Regions from separate parts of the Gossypium hirsutum genome. Here all the other regions are linked to region 2. A link is a contact called in public Hi-C data. All regions are on one chromosome and are shown on one strand. Each heading gives the region's core, a stretch centred on a gene start, on an enhancer-like site or on the middle of the called end of the contact. The rest is flanking DNA. Distances are from core to core; before and after follow the strand shown.

What was found. A called contact is a pair of places that touch in the nucleus more often than the background predicts.
Region 1: a Hi-C map of leaf shows a contact between it and region 2, with 2.9 times the contacts expected there. The contact joins the promoter of LOC107899019 here to the promoter of LOC107898996 in region 2. A contact is called at or near these places in 8 of 34 Hi-C or Micro-C datasets (callus and leaf).
Region 3: a Hi-C map of leaf shows a contact between it and region 2, with 3 times the contacts expected there. The contact joins the promoter of LOC107906007 here to the promoter of LOC107898996 in region 2. A contact is called at or near these places in 6 of 34 Hi-C or Micro-C datasets (callus and leaf).

Annotation. Positions count from the first base shown.
Region 1 is chrA11:60,080,343-60,083,332 of Gossypium_hirsutum_v2.1, forward strand. It overlaps LOC107899019 (probable xyloglucan endotransglucosylase/hydrolase protein 6), which reads left to right and starts at 1,483. Exons shown (of 4, transcript XM_016824616.2): 1 at 1,483-1,944; 2 at 2,055-2,155; 3 at 2,282-2,478; 4 at 2,678-2,990. The coding sequence starts at 1,764.
Region 2 is chrA11:60,626,874-60,630,069 of Gossypium_hirsutum_v2.1, forward strand. It overlaps LOC107898996 (protein CROWDED NUCLEI 4), which reads left to right and starts at 1,429. Exons shown (of 9, transcript XM_016824593.2): 1 at 1,429-1,862; 2 at 3,137-3,196. The coding sequence starts at 1,674.
Region 3 is chrA11:59,895,726-59,898,512 of Gossypium_hirsutum_v2.1, forward strand. It overlaps LOC107906007 (EPIDERMAL PATTERNING FACTOR-like protein 2), which reads right to left and starts at 1,412. Exons shown (of 3, transcript XM_016832837.2): 1 at 767-1,412; 2 at 656-690; 3 at 173-565. The coding sequence starts at 872. The coding sequence ends at 317.

The DNA of each region.
Region 1 (2,990 bases), core at 233-2,732, 550 kb before region 2:
CTCTCTATTAATAAAAAATTTCCCTACAACTTATTAATTTTAACTACGATATTTATATATATTTTAATATTTATTTTATTATCCAAATTCGAAGGTGCCTATGGATAACAAAAGGACCAATCTTGTTTTAACACGTGAAGGTTCGGCTATATTTGAGCCTGCACGTCAAAAGAAGTCCCCACTATTTACTAGCCACAGTCACCATTCGTGGGACCTTCATCCAATTAAAGTCATCCACGCGTTCTTGCAAAATCAAGTAACACAAATATGTTTAGCTGAGCTGATACACGTGGCTCCCAATGTTTGGTGAATCCCAGGATTCTTCTTTTTCAATTATCATACTGAGTGAAAGAATATCTTTTGTCTCTTAGTTTTCAGTTTCCTCACTATAATTCTTTTCTTCATTTATTCTTAAAAGCTTAATTTGGTCCCTCAATTCCATGTACACTAACTTTATTCTTTTTCTGTTCATAAACATATAACCTATGCCACCATCTCACTACATTTAATCACAATTCCAGATCAATCTAGTGTTCCTAGTATTCAATTTGCCACGTTTTGGAGTTTTTATTTCATTTCACATATCATAATCTTGTTGCATTTGCAAAACTGAAAATATGACACGTTACAACATTTATAAATACTAAATTAATTAATTTATATAAGTGAGACTTAAATTTTAGATTTTTAAATTTTTAAATTTTCAAACTTATCATTGCAAAAATATAATAAGATCATTAAACACAATAAATATTATATTTCATTCGTATTTAAGATTCTAACATGTTTAATTATTTTTGCTGTTGTTGGTTTTTTTTTTTTTATGTTCACATGATTATTGTAAAAAATACATACAATATAATATAATCTTTCATCTCTGCACAGTATGTAAGATGAGACCCTCTAAAAAGTGGTGGTGGGGCATGAACAGGAGGAATCCGCCCAACCGGAGGGATCCACATCAATCACCATCTCTCGGCTGTCCACAGATACTTTTAGATAAGGATGATTGGATGAAATTGGCTATAACTTTTAAGTCTAAACCAAGTTGACCATTCTTTTTTTTTTAATAGTTGGATTCTGATTAAATTTAAAGACGAGTTTAATTCAACACTTAAATGAGATATAAGCTTTTTCAGTATTATTTTTTATTCACAAAATTAATATTTAAAATTCTTTAAAAAAGCATTACACTCTTCTCATTTATCTAATACAAATTGGTTAAACAAAACCTTCTATAATAATTATATTTTTTATTTTTTAATTAAAATTTAAATTAATGAAAAAATGAAAAAGAATATAAATGTAAGTATATTGTCATTTTGATGATTTATGTTTTCATATGACAATACAATTAGCGGTAATGACTATAATAGTAAACTAAAAATGCGATGGTAAAGGGAAGAAAGAAAAAAAAATGATCATTAGAATTAGGTTCCCGAAAGGCGAAATAAAAACAATGGTGTAGTAGGGCCTGACGACGGCTTGCCATTAGCTGGATGGAAAGCTAAGCTGCTGATGCCAATACTCCTTCCATATTTGAATACCAGCCGTCTACATCGATTTTTAGGGGATTTAAATTATTGTCCACTATTATACTTCACGTTTATTGCAATACCTTCAAGATTTAATACGTAATATTGCAATACCTTGTCTCTAGCCTTAACCTCCTACCTATATAAACACTAGAACTCCCATTTCATCACTAAACCAAACTCAATAATCAAAATTCTCTCATCTTTCTTTCCTTATTTAAAGAAAAGATGACAATGGCATTAACGAATGCTTTTGTTTTGCTTTTCTCTTGTGTTCTTGCAATTTCCTTTTGTGTTTGGGGTAAACCAGCTACTTTTCTTGATGATTTTCAGATTACTTGGTCTGATTCCCATATTAGGCAAATTGATGGAGGGAAGGCCATCCAACTTGTTCTAGACCAAAATTCAGGTTAAATCATTTCGTGGGGTCACTTATTGTTTAAGTAGAACTATTTTTAGAAACCTTAAATTAATTGGATTATCATAATGATATTTGTTTTACGTTTTTTTGTTTCCAAGGCTGTGGATTTGCTTCCAAAAGGAAGTATTTGTTCGGACGTGTCAGCATGAAGATCAAGCTTATACCTGGTGACTCCGCCGGAACAGTCACCGCTTTTTATGTATATGCTACATAATCTTTCAAAACTTGTCCATTTTCATCAAAAACTAAAAGCCCGTAAATAATAACTTAATTTTTTTCAGCTTATTAATAAGTTGGGTTCCATTGTAATTCGGATTGCGTGCAGATGAACTCTGATACAGATACGGTAAGAGATGAGCTAGACTTCGAGTTCTTGGGAAATCGTAGCGGCCAGCCTTATACTGTCCAAACCAATATCTATGCTCATGGAAAAGGAGATAGGGAACAAAGGGTTAACCTTTGGTTTGATCCTTCTGCAGATTTCCATACTTACACTATTATGTGGAATCATCATCATATTGTGTAAGTTCAATAGCTCTAGATATCACAAACAGAGCCGACACTTGTATTGTAGTAAAATGACAGAAAGAGAGAGAGAGACTATCAGTCTATCAAATCAGTAAAGTTTAACATATAATGGGACGATGGACTGTATCTAATGATTGAGTTAAATTGAGCCATGCTTATTTTTAATGGGTTTTTTTTGTCGGTGGAATTACAGCTTCTATGTTGATGATGTGCCAATCCGAGTTTACAAGAACAATGAAGCTAGAAATATACCATTCCCTAAGTTTCAGCCAATGGGAGTCTATTCAACACTGTGGGAAGCTGATGATTGGGCGACAAGGGGAGGCCTGGAGAAAATTGATTGGAGCAAAGCTCCTTTCTTAGCTTCCTACAAGGACTTCGACATCGAAGGATGCCCAGTGCCAGGCCCAGCAAGCTGTGCCTCAAACACAGGGAACTGGTGGGAGGGAACTACTTATCAAGCCCTTAATGTCATGGAAGCTAGAAGGTATAGGTGGGTTCGTATA
Region 2 (3,196 bases), core at 179-2,678:
TGGTTAAAGCCAAGCACGAGGTGAAAATCTTGGCAACATCTTATGTTGCCACATATGCCTTCGTTTTCTACACTAAATTATTAGGTTAAGACCTAGCTTTAAGTAGTATAACTGGCTTTAAATAATTAGCTATTTCAAGCAAAAATAGAAAAAATTCGTCCGTAGGTCTTAGCAATTATGTCAACGGATTTCCAAGATTCAGTAGGCACATTAATTGATTTTTTAAAAGGAGTTTTAAATTAAATTTTGCATTAATTTAAAAAAGTTAATACATTGTTGTCACACTACAGCTTTAATATTTTTTTTTGTTAAATTAGCCTTTAAATTTAATAATTATTCTCATATTAAAACTTGAATTGTTTTTTGTCCAACTGAGTCCCTAAATTTAGTAACTATTGACACTTGAATTTTTTTGTCCAAGTTAATTTTTATATTTCATTGAAAACTCTAAATTTTAAGTCCCAATGTGGAACACATGTCTAGTTCATGCCTCAATGTGAAAAATAATAATCCTAATATAAGAGTACTTACCTATTTTAAGCCACAAATAATGATTTAACCTTTTCGGAAATCATCAAAACCATAAGTGAGGAAAAAATTGAAAGATATAATAACTTTTTTGGCCCTCCAACTTTATAAAAAAAAATCATTTTAGCCATCTATTTAATTTTTCACCTTTTTTTCTCTTAAACTTACATTTTTGTCAAATCATCTTAGAATGAATAGAAAAGTTAATAAATGAATTTTCATGTAAAAGTGGACGACAAGTCAATATTTAATTAATTTTTAAAAATTTAAAAAATTTAAAAAAATTATAGAAACTATTTTTAAAAATTATAAATTAGTAAAATTATTTAAAATTTATAAAAAAATATTGATTTTTTTAAAATTATAAATTAGTAAAATTATTTAAAAATTATAATTAGTAAAATTATTTAAAATTTATAAAATTATTTAAAATTTAAAATATTAATTAAATGTTGATGTGTCATCTATGTGTATACTACATCAGTAAAGTTATCAAATATTAATTTTTTTCATTTATTTTGGAGTGATTTGATAAAAAAATATAGATTCAAAAACTAAAAGAGATGAAAATTTAATTGGAGGGCTAAAATAAATTTTTTTATAACGTTGAAGAGAAAAAGGGTGATTATGTTTGAAATTCTTTTCCATAATTTTCTTGGTAGCTATTTTGGGAGGAAAAAGGAGAGGATAGATTTGGGTGCAAAATCAAGTATCCAAACGTGTAAATGATCTGGATTTAGCCCACAAACTCCAATGAAAACCAGCCGTTAATTATGTTTTTTTAAATTTCAAATTAGCTGACGTTGGACGCTGACTGTCAATTCTTACTCTTTACTTTTCTGTCTAATCTTTGTTTAAAATTTCAATTTTTGTTTCCTTTCTCATTTTTTCCCTCATAAACTGGCAGCCTAAATTTCCCGATACGACATCGCTTTTGGATCATCCCAATAGTAAGTTCTTTTTCTTGGCGATTTCAACTCTCAAAAAAACAAAACCTCACTCAGTGGTGAGCCGGTGACTCAGTACTTTGATTCTCTCCCTTTCCCTCTTTACAGCGAAAAAGAAAGAAAAGTGAAGAATCATATTCAGAATAGCTACAGGCGTACGGAACTCTAGGGTTTTGGTGCCGTGATCTGGTTTAGAAGATGGCGAGTCCGATCACGCCGGGAAGCGGTAGGGCGTTGTCTATAATGCCGGGGTCTAGGGTTGTGAAGAGTCCTCTTAGTGACGAAACCATTTGGAAACGACTCAAGGAAGCTGGATTCGATGAGGAATCGGTCAAGAAGAGAGATAAAGCTACGCTTATTGCTTATATTGCAAAGCTTGAAGCTGAGGTTTGCTTCTAATCTTTTAACTGCTTTTCTCAAAAATTTTCATGGCTCTTCTTTTCCGTTTGTTTTTCTTTAAAGACTTGTTTGGTCACGGGTGCAATTGGTCAAAGAGAGTAGTAGTATATTATTGAAATTTTAAATTGTGAATTGCGAAGGTCGCAATAAAATATGGATTTTCTTTCTTTATATTGCGTTTCAGTTTTAAATTTTAAGACGAAAAGAAAATCAGATATATATTAATAAAAAGGTTAAGTAATGAAAGTGATCTCTAACAGATTTCAACATAAAACAGTAAGGGTTTTGGTACTTGAAAGATGCTAGCCTGTTGCAAATAGAATTTGTTTTAATATTTTTGACATATTGTTAATCTAATAAATGTACTTAGTTATATTAGGGATTATGATAAAATTACGACGCCATTTTTTAGATATTACGATACAATATTCTTACTTGGTTCTTTTCTAAATTGGTGATAACCTTCTATATAAATAGGGCATTCTTGTATAAACTAAAACAATATGTTCATAATATCGACAATTTAATCCTTTCGTCTTTTCACTAGATGTAGGCTACCATAGTAGAACCACATATTCCTCTGTGTCCTTGTGATCTTGTTTTCTCTTATTCTTTTCTCAAGTCAAATTTTAATGCCAAGCCATCAACTTAAGTCTTGTTTCTTGAATAAACCTTTTGGTTAAAGTTCCGTACTTCACTTAAATGTCCTTCCGGTTGCCTAGTTGTGTTTCCTTGTTGAAGCTTTGAATGGAACAAACTTGATTTTTACCTAATGTTCCAATTGCATTATTTGATTGAGGTGTTGCATCACCTTGCAATGCCCTTTAGGTGTGGTTGACGTCGTGGGCGTGCAAATGGCACATTGAGCTGTTAATTTTGCGGGATTATAAGAGCTTTTAGGAGCATTTATTGTTTGTTTTTTAGTGACTGTTGTTTTTAGACAGCATTTCCTGTTTTCTGTGTCATTATTTAGGGATTGATTGCTTTTTTAACTTCTGAGTTTTTGCACTTGTTAGTTCCTATGGATTTCATATTACTAAGCTGCGATCTTTACCTAACTTTATGCATGAATGAGACTTATGAATGCTTTGTTTGTACAAAGGATCAGAGTGAGGAATAATGGCATTCTTGCTTTAGCACAAGATGATATATGCATTATCTTGTTTTTCATAAGTTCATATTGTAAATCTTCCTTCATTTTGTGCTTCTTTCCACATAGCTTACTAGCATTTAGTTCTAATATTATCTATTCTTGTATTTAGCTCTTTGAGCACCAACACCACATGGGCCTTCTTATATTGGAGAGAAAGGAGCTTGCTTCC
Region 3 (2,787 bases), core at 162-2,661, 730 kb before region 2:
AAAACTTTTTTCCAGTCTGTTTTCCCTAATTTCTAGATCCTCTCTCCGACCCCCTATATCTTTTGGGAACCCTTTTAACTTCACAATAAGCATGATTACATTCAGACGTCATAACGATTATAAACCCTATACGCTTACAAATATACGGTCCAAATAAAATAGCTGAAAGAAGTGAGAGATGATGAACAAGACTAATTAACTGACATGAATACATGATCATGGAAATCAAAAAGGAAAAAAAGGGTTACTAATGATTCTCTTACAGTGATTTACATGGTTCAAAAATGGCTATTCAAGAAGTTAAAATTCAGTTCCATCAGGGGTTGAAGATGAAGTTCCCACATTTGCATTTCCAACTAATGGGCTTGTAGTTGGAGCTGCCATCTCCTCTTGCATAGGCAGCATTTGAGATTAATGTTGAAGAATTCTTGTTGCCGTGTTTGGCTTGGGGATTTGTGGGCACTAGAATGGCTTCACAGTGCCCGCATGAACTGCATCTTCTCTCACACCTTGGCGGCCTTGAACCTATCTGAGCTCTCAATATCGTTTTTTCTTCATTTACCATCTATTCCAAAGTAACAAGGTTAAAGAAACATTCTCAGCATTGGTTTTTTGTTCCATTTATGAGAATTTGAGTGCTTGCTAGCTAGCTCACCTTGGAGAAGCTATTGGATTTGGGGTTTGATCTACCTGCAAAAACAAGTAGGGACACGAAGATTACTTCAAATTGAACCAAGTACTCGGAACTATTTAAAACTTATATTACCTTCAACTTTGTCTCTCACTTGCGTTGAGCTTAAAATCAGAAGAAAAAGAAGGGAAAAATAGCATGGTCTCCGGCAAGATATGAAACCGTGACTTAAAATTCTCATTTTGACGAAAAGGACAAGGAAACGGAAGGCAAAGGACTCGGGGAAGAGTAGAGACTTTTAACTTATATAAAGCATTTCAAAAGGGGGGTTGGATAATGGAAGTATGGAAGGCAAAATGGCAAAGATCGAACAAGGCAAGTGGTCTGGGTGAATGAAATGACAGTTGACAGCATAATAGAACCGACATCTCGCTCTCTGTTGAAATGATGGAACGTGGAATGACAAATAAGTTACGCAGAAATCAAAGGAAAAGAACCCCTTTTCAACCTCGTTTGTCGAGCCCCATTACGATCCCCCCTTCACCCTTCACCCTTCACCCTTCACCTTACAACAACCCAACAAAACCGAGTTACTAGGAACTTGCAAGTCGCAGCAGAGAGCGGCGACAACACAGAAGCCTTTGAGAAACAAAGATAATTCAACGCAAATAATGAAAAGGACAATAAGGAACCCAAACAACGAAAGAAACATACACCAGAAACGCTACCCACATCCCAAAATCAGACGTCAAAGAACGCAGCTGTGGGAAATGAGTTCTCATTTTTCACTTTCCTTAGATATGTGTATGTGTGTATTATGTATGTGTGTATATATATATATTTCTGTTTGCATTTCCTGTGGTTATTTGGAATTTGTCACTCCCCCAAGAGTTACATCTTACACTAAGGATGTGATTTTTCTCATTTTCTTTTCTATGATCGATTTTTTTCGGATAATTAATAATATATATGTGAATCTTGTGGCTTAAGAACTAAACTCCACTATTAACTGACCAACAATAATAGATTTGATTTGAGAATTTGAATTATATATATGTAGGACTCGAATGTAAGAGCTTAAATTTTTAAGGTCTCAACTTTATAATACAATTAAGATTTTCTTTAATGTTTTTATTTTTATGTGTTAATTTTAGATAGTCATTTTCATAAATTTTTCATAATATGTTATAACACAATTGTAATTATGAAAAAAATAAGTTTCTAACTCTTCATTAATTTATAACTACTTATAAGTAATAAGTACTGGCTTACATTGATTGACATTATTGGTGGAGTGCTGAAATTTTAAATTCACTGTTAATGTTATTTTCACTAAAAGGTTTAATATAATATTTAGTATTTTCATCAATATATATATATAACATTTATTATCTAAATTTGATATTACTTTTTATTTTAAAATTTGATTGCTAAGTTTTATTATTATTATTATCTAATTAAATACTTAAAATTTTCAAACATTATATAAATTACTCAAATATACTTACGATGTTATTTTTTATAAGTTAAGCAAAAATAATCAATATATGACAAACATGTGGTAATGGATGATAAAGAATTTCTTTTATATATTTCAAATGTTTAATTACTTTTAGTTTAATTAATTTTAATTTTTTATTTTGACATAATTAAAATTTTTTTTATTTTGGGTTTTTAAGAATGTTGTTTTCTTCATCAATATTCATTTGTTAAATATAGTTCAAAGTACAATTTTTTAACACGAATTTTCTATGATACTAACAATATTTTTTTTTGTTTGGAATTGAGGGCTTTGTGAAGACCACATCATACTTTAAGCAAAGGGATCCTCTTAATTAATTCCCTCCATTAAGAATCAAAGTAATCTCAATGTCAATAAAAAATAAAAATTTAAGCATCTTGTTTAGCAAAACAAATGAAACTCCAAATAAATATAACCATTTCTGCCATTAAATTTCATATCATTTGACACATATTTGTCATCCATTAGCTAATTTTATCCCCTTATAAAAAAAACTAACATCGCTAACTCTAATGTTTTGGGATACAAATTAGAAAGAAAAAAGTGTTAAGTTCAAGTATTAAATTAAGAAAAAAATTAAAATACCAAACTAGAAAAAAAGTGTTAAGTTTAAATATCAAATATTATATTAAGA